2 separate regions of the Macaca mulatta genome follow, and region 2 is linked to region 1. A link is a contact called in public Hi-C data. All regions are on one chromosome and are shown on one strand. Each heading gives the region's core, a stretch centred on a gene start, on an enhancer-like site or on the middle of the called end of the contact. The rest is flanking DNA. Distances are from core to core; before and after follow the strand shown. Region 1 overlaps UBAC2 (UBA domain containing 2). Region 2 has its middle 56 kb from the start of TM9SF2.

Evidence for each region. A called contact is a pair of places that touch in the nucleus more often than the background predicts.
Region 2: a Hi-C map of CD4 T cells shows a contact between it and region 1, with 3 times the contacts expected there. The contact joins two enhancer-like sites. A contact is called at or near these places in 8 of 14 Hi-C or Micro-C datasets (CD4 T cells, blood, cortical neurons and 5 more).

What each region holds. Positions count from the first base shown.
Region 1 is chr17:93,990,297-93,993,646 of T2T-MMU8v2.0, reverse strand. All of the region lies in intron 4 of UBAC2 (UBA domain containing 2), which reads right to left. It overlaps LOC114673447 (a long non-coding RNA gene), which reads left to right. Exons shown (of 2, transcript XR_003724164.2): 1 at 1-1,929; 2 at 2,125-3,350. Among named protein-coding and RNA genes, the nearest start is that of GPR18, 24 kb to the right of the region's middle. Within about 2 kb of position 1,621, at least 15 of the 40 cell types and tissues checked have an H3K27ac peak or open chromatin away from gene starts, as enhancers often do. A contact at or near this core is called in CD4 T cells and blood, where this site is marked.
Region 2 is chr17:94,135,852-94,139,070 of T2T-MMU8v2.0, reverse strand. No RefSeq gene overlaps it. Among named protein-coding and RNA genes, the nearest start is that of TM9SF2, 56 kb to the left of the region's middle. Within about 2 kb of position 1,635, at least 8 of the 40 cell types and tissues checked have an H3K27ac peak or open chromatin away from gene starts, as enhancers often do. A contact at or near this core is called in CD4 T cells and blood, where this site is marked.

The DNA of each region.
Region 1 (3,350 bases), core at 372-2,871:
GGTAAATCCTGCTGTCAAAAAAAAATCTCCAAATGGAATGTGTAACGTTAACATTTCGGCCGGGCGCAGTGGTTCAAGCCTGTAATTTCAGCACTTTGGGAGGCCGAGATGGGCGGATCAGGAGGTCAGGAGATCGAGACCATCCTGGCTAACATGGTGAAACCCCGTCTCTACTAAAAATACAAAAAACTAGCCGGGCGTGGTGGCGGCGCCTGTGGTCCCAGCTACTTGGGAGGCTGAGGCAGGAGAATGGCGTGAACCTGGGAGGTGGAGCTTGCAGTGAGCCGAGATCGCGCCACTGCACTCCAGTCTGGGCAACAGGGCGAGACTCCGTTTCAAAAACAAACAAACAAACAACAAAAACATTTCATAATGTTACTCTATATTTTTTCGTCATATTGTCACTAATATTAACAAATCTATCCTTGGTATTGTCATTTATTTATACAGCAAATAATTATCAAGTGCCTCTATGAACCAGCTGTTATTCAGACTGGAATAACAAGTGAAAACCACACAGACCAAGTTGCTGTCTGAATCCTACATCCTAGAAGCCAATATTAAACATTAAGTAAGCAAACAAAACAATTTTAGGAGATAGGAGAACTGTAAAGTGTTGATTCTAGCTCTGGTATACCCAAGACTGATTATTTGCCTTCCCAAATATTCTCTGAGCTACTTTCATAAATTCCCTTTCTGCTGAATCAGCCAGAATTCATTCTATTACTTCATCTAACAATCCAGCCAAAACAGAGATGCCTATTCTCTTGTAACTGACAAAGCCTTTTTCCTTGAGTTCAGGTAACAAAAGCACATTAGATTTCAAGCACATTAGATATTTCAGAACTCACATAACATGCACCAAAAAATCCAACCCTAAGATAGGTATGAGATTATTTTTGTGTGTTGTATATTTTGCTATGGTTACCAAGACATGGTTAGCATTTTGAATTTTTTTTCTTAGAACAATACAATGATCTAAATCTAAAATCTTTCACAAGGTGCAACTTTCCAACGATAAACAAGAACAGGAAGTGAATCTTGAATACAACCAGACTACAAGTTCCCTTCACTATTAAAGTATCTCCTTTGCTGTCACCCGAGTCTGACTTAACCTGCGTTAAACTTCCATCATTCTAGCCTAACAGTTATTAATATCTTTATTTCTTTTTGAACAAAACATATTTCCTATCAGACTGGAAATTTTGACACACTCAAATGTCTGAAGTCCCAAGAGGAACACAGCTAAAATAAAGGAATTGAGCAGCAAAGCAACTCAGAAAAGCAGAAATGAAAACAGATGTTAAACCTCTTTAAAACAAATTTTTACTAATAGCCTCAACCAAAGCTATTTCAGTCAACTACTAGAAATATTCTACCTAGTCAAAAGGTCTCAACAAGCTTCACAGGTCATCAGCTCTTCAAGGGTGTGGGCTAATTCTTTCCAAGGTTCTATCTACCACCCAGCACCATGCATGTCATGACCCTCCATCATGGGTGACTTTGCCCCCCAAGTGTCATTTGGCATTATCTGGAGACATTTTCAGTTGTCATGACTGGGGTAAGACTGGAGGAAGGAGGTTTTGCTACCAGCATGTACTGGGTGGAGGCCAGTGATGCTGCCAGCCACCCTGCAGTGCACGGGACCGCCCCCACCACAAAGGGTTATGCAACTAAAATATCAAAAGTGCTGAGGGTGAGAAAACTCTAGCTTAGGTCAATGATGCCACTGCCCTTCATGTTCAAATACAAAATCACTGATCATGTGGCTTCACGTAGCCTTCTGGCAACAGCTTACGGGCCCTTTTAAACTGGATACATTAGGTCTGTTCCCTGGTAAGACTCTGGCCCCTGAGACTGTCACTTTTGAAATTCCTGCAGTGTTAAAAGCCTGAGTCTCCTTTCACAATTAGCCAGCAATTCCATAAGGTAAGTACCTCTGCATGCCACTTTGATTCAGAAGGCACAGATCTTCAAACATTACTAAAATCTTGTTAAAATGATTGGCAATCTCAGTTCCTAATCAGTCCTCAGGCAATGTCAAGACATAAGTGAGACAAGAAAAGCCTCTTTGTCTTGTTATGTATCTTCTAACATCATGATTTTTCTTTTATCAATTTATAGAAAATAGCAAAATAGCACTGAAGGTTTCTGAGCCTGTTTCCTCAAAGGAGATGCGAGTTCTCACCTTCCAGGGCTGTTCTGAGGAGGGAAAGTGGCACATCAATGGGCCCACCTGCAGAGTGTCTAGGATGAGCCTGGCGTGTGCTCGCTGACTGCCAAGGTGACGTAGTGCCAAGTACAATGCCGGACACATGGTATCCAACACCCAAATACTGAACTGAGCCCAAAAGTGTGGGAACTTTTTGTTCGAGAAAGGACATATCTTGTGAATATAAGAATGAAAGGATTATATGCTTCTCTCTAGGTAAGATGTGGAAATGATTTTATAAGTCCACATTTCAATCCTTAAAAAAAAAAAAAAAAAAATCACTGAACCCAAATGTGAAATTCAACTTTTATACTTTTCTTTTTTTTTTTTGAGATGGAGTCTCTCTGTCACCCAGGCTGGAGTACAATGGTGTGATCTCATCTCACCGCAACCTCCTCTGCCTCCTGGGTTCAAGCTGTTCTCCTGCCTCAGCCTCCCAAGTAGCTGGGATTACAGGTGCCCACCAACACATCTGGTTTATTTTTGCATTTTTAGCAGAGATGGGGTTTCACCATGTTGGTCATGCTGGTCTCAAACTCCTGACCTCAAGTGATCTGTCTGCCTCGGCCTCCCAAAGTGGTGGGATTACAGGCATGAGCCACCACGCGCAGCCTATATTTTTCTCTTAAGAGATTTGAAGTAGCTTACTGAGTGAGAGAGAGAGAGAAAAAAAAAAGAAGGAAGGAAGGAGGGAGGGAGGGAAGGAAGAAAGGAAAAAGGACATTAGCAGAGACACAATAATTTAGTGCAAAAAAATAACTGAAGCAACTAGCGTGTGGCAGACTGAGCCCAGTCAGTTTTCTTTGTCTCTTCGGTATTAAAGAACACTCTTCACTACTCCATGCTGAGGGAGCTGTAAGAGAGAGTAAGATCCTGCTCTTTCAAAAGCATCCAGTTGAGAGAGTGGTCAATTAGGTAAATATTTACAATCTCAATGAATGTTTGATGTAACTTACAAGCACAAAGTTAACTGGGAGCAGGAAGGAAGGAGACGTTAATTCCAACCCTGGCTGAAGCAGGGTTTCATGGAGCAGAGCTATCCAAGCGGACACTTAAAGTTCTCCTTGTTTTCTTGGTAGAAGTTTGTCAAGCAAAGAGGAGAAAGGGTGTTGTAACCACAGCTGTCGTAATAAATGAA
Region 2 (3,219 bases), core at 386-2,885, 150 kb before region 1:
AGTGTGATCACAGCTCACTGCAGCTTCAACCTCCTGGGCCCAGGTGATCCTTCCACTGCAGCCATCCTGAGTAGCAGGGACTACAGTCACGCGCCACCAAGTTTGGCTAATTTATTTATTTACTTATTTTTAGTAGAGACAAGGTCTAGTTTTGTAGCCCAGGCTGGTCTTGAATTCCTGGGCTCAAGTGATCCTCCCGCTTCAGCCTCCCGAAGTGTGGGATTACAGGTGCGAGCCACTGCACCCAGCGTTGAGAAGTTATTTTCTCTGAATTATCAGCCTGGGTTAAATAGGTACTCATTATCAGCTGAGAGGCTTGAAGTATCCAGGCGGCTTTCTCAACAGTGTTTCTGGTGCAGGAGGAGATTTTTACCGTCCACAGGGCAGAAGTGTGAGATAAGACCCGGTATATACAGGTATTTCATCTGCTGTGAGATAAAAAGCTATTAAATGTAGTTCTGCCATAAAGAAGGTCTTTTTCTTGGAGGCTTGAGAAGCCAAGTGGCTACTCTAAGATACTCTGGGACAATTATCACGGAGAGCTCAGGCAGCTGAGGAAAACAGACTCTGGGGTCTGTTTTTATATTTTATAAAATATATTTATTTTTTTTATATATTTATAAAAAATAAAATATATTTATTTTCTTCTTTGTGTTTGCAAACATATCCCATGCTTTCTACAAGAGCATGAATTATTATAGTTTAAAGATTCACATTCATCAAAGCTAGTCCCAGCTGAGGCAGATACAGGTGAGTGATACATGATGGGGTGCACGCTGAGGTCAGGGAATCCGTTCATCAGCACGTTTGTATTCCGATCTCTGTGTGTGTATAGCGCTGCACTTGGTGATGAGGGGAGACAGGAGGAGGAGCCACAGTTCTGCCATAAAGGGGAGGAAAGGGATGGAAGGGAAGGGACCTTTAGGACTTACTGTACCCCAGACACATTTATACACACGTGACTGCCTTAATATTCACAGAGGACCTCTGTGGAGCTGTTATTATGATCCTCATCCTGCAGAGGAGCAAAGTGAAGCCCAGAATGGGAAGCTACTCTGCCCAGTAACAGCAAAATCTGCACCTCTGGAATCCCTGTCTGCCCTGCCCTGCCGGACCCGGGCCCATGAAGGGTTCCTCAACGATGTCAGGCAGGCAGTGTGGGCCCTGGCAGGGGGAATACCCCAGTGGGAAGGATAAAGGAGTTTTGGCCGTCAGTCACTCTTATCTGGAAAATCAAGAAATTGCCCGGACTTTCCCAGAGGCACAGGGAGGTTTGGACGTGTTAAACTGGACCCCACGTGGTGGTGCGCCCCTGTGGTCCCAGCGACTCTGGAGGCTGAGCTGGGCTTGAGCCCAGGAGGTCGAGGCTGCAGTGAACCACAGTCTTGTCACTGTACTCCAGCCTGAGCAACACAGTGAGACCCTGTCTCAAAATAAAAATTAAAATTTTAAAAGTGGAGCCCAGCTAGAGGCAGAGACAGGCCCAGCAATGAAGAAGCAGTGGGCTGAGAGGGGTGGAGAGAGTGGGGTCCCTGCATGCTTGCCAGAGTCCCCCGAGGCACTTCCAGTTAATAAGTAAAATGTATTTCAAATGTGGCTGTCAATCCCTCATGGAACTCCCGAACTGGACTTACTTTCATCATCCTCTTTGTGCTGTCAAGCCAGGTGTTTAACAGCCCTAATAAAAGACAGCCAATGGCGTAAGACTTTTCTTTTTTCACATAAAAACCCACTAAGCTCCCCGCAGACATCAGGCCTTTCACCTGACTCAGGGCCCACGGTTCTCCGGGTGTAGACCTACGTCAGCAGACAGCGGCTTATCGGAAGTTGGGCCCTCTGACATCAGCCAGGAAGGAGCAGGCTATGCTGCTGGGAACTGCAGGCCTGAAAGGCTGTTTTTCTTTCTGAGTGAGCAGTAAGGTCACTCAAATAACCCACTCCTGAGTCACGAGGCCTTTCTGACCTATCACTCTGGAGGGCAGCTCTGTTTATTTCTTCTTTGTGGTGACAATGTGGGTGTTACCTTGGGGAGCCCATTGAAGAAGTTCATTGAGTGAGAAGGCTCGGTCGGGTCTCTGGGGCTGCCGTAACAGACTCGGGGCCTCTGATGACAGAAATGTATTTCCTCGCTGTCTAGAAGCTGGGAGGACCTGGTCAAGGTGTGGGCAGGGCTGCTGTCTCCTGAGGCTCTCCACAGCATCTTCCACCAGGGGCTTCACGTGTCTTCCCTCTGTGTGCGTCTGTGTTCTAATCACCTCTTCTTGTAGGGACACCAGTCATGGCACCTTGTTTAATCATAATCACCTCTTTATAGACCCTGTCTCCAAATACAGTCCCATTCTGAGGTACTGGAGGTTAGGACTTCACCCTACGAATGTGTGGGGTGCAATTCGCCCCTGACTTCGCTGGAAGTGATGGAGGTGATGTTGGTCAGTGGGTTCCAATGCTCTGCTCTCCCTACGCTGATCGGGGACCGGCCTACGTCAGGCCTTGCCAGGTGACTGCGCCCACCCACTGAGAGCCAAAGATGGAGGCTCCCAGAGAAGATGGTCCCAGCCCTGCCCCACTGGCCTGGAACCCATCCTTCCAGCTCCGATCACACGCTGAGGAAAAAGATCCCTAATCCAGGCAGCTCAGACACCTGCTAGGACCCTCCAGACCCCAGCAAGAGTGCACCCTGCAGTCCCGGCAGAGGGCAGAGTCAGCCACACCTCAGCAGCACTCCACCTGCTCAACGGCATGAAAACAGTTCCGCGCCCGCTGGACCTGGAGGCGGCGTCTTTCTAGGTCACCTACATGCAGGGCACCATGGCGATTTGCAGATACAAGTGCCACACACACAGAGAGAGCCACGGCCTGCCTTATTCTGCTGCCCCCAGCATTTTTTAAAAAAATAGACAGGGTCTCACTGTATTGCCCAGGCTGGAATGTAGTGGTGCGATCACTACTCACTACAGCCTTGAGCTCCTGGGCTCAGGTGATCCTCCCACTTCAGCCTCCAGAGTAGCCGGGACTACAGGTGTGCACCACCATGCCCAGCTAATTAAAAATAATTTCTTTGTCAAGACAGGGTCTCAATACAATGCCCAGGCTGGTCTCAAACTCCTGGCCACAAGCAGTCCTCCCGCCTCGGCCTCCCAAAGTCCTGGGATTACAGATGTGAGCCACTGTGTCGGGCCCCTGTCGATTTTTGAAGGATCCAGTCGCATTTCTTCATTC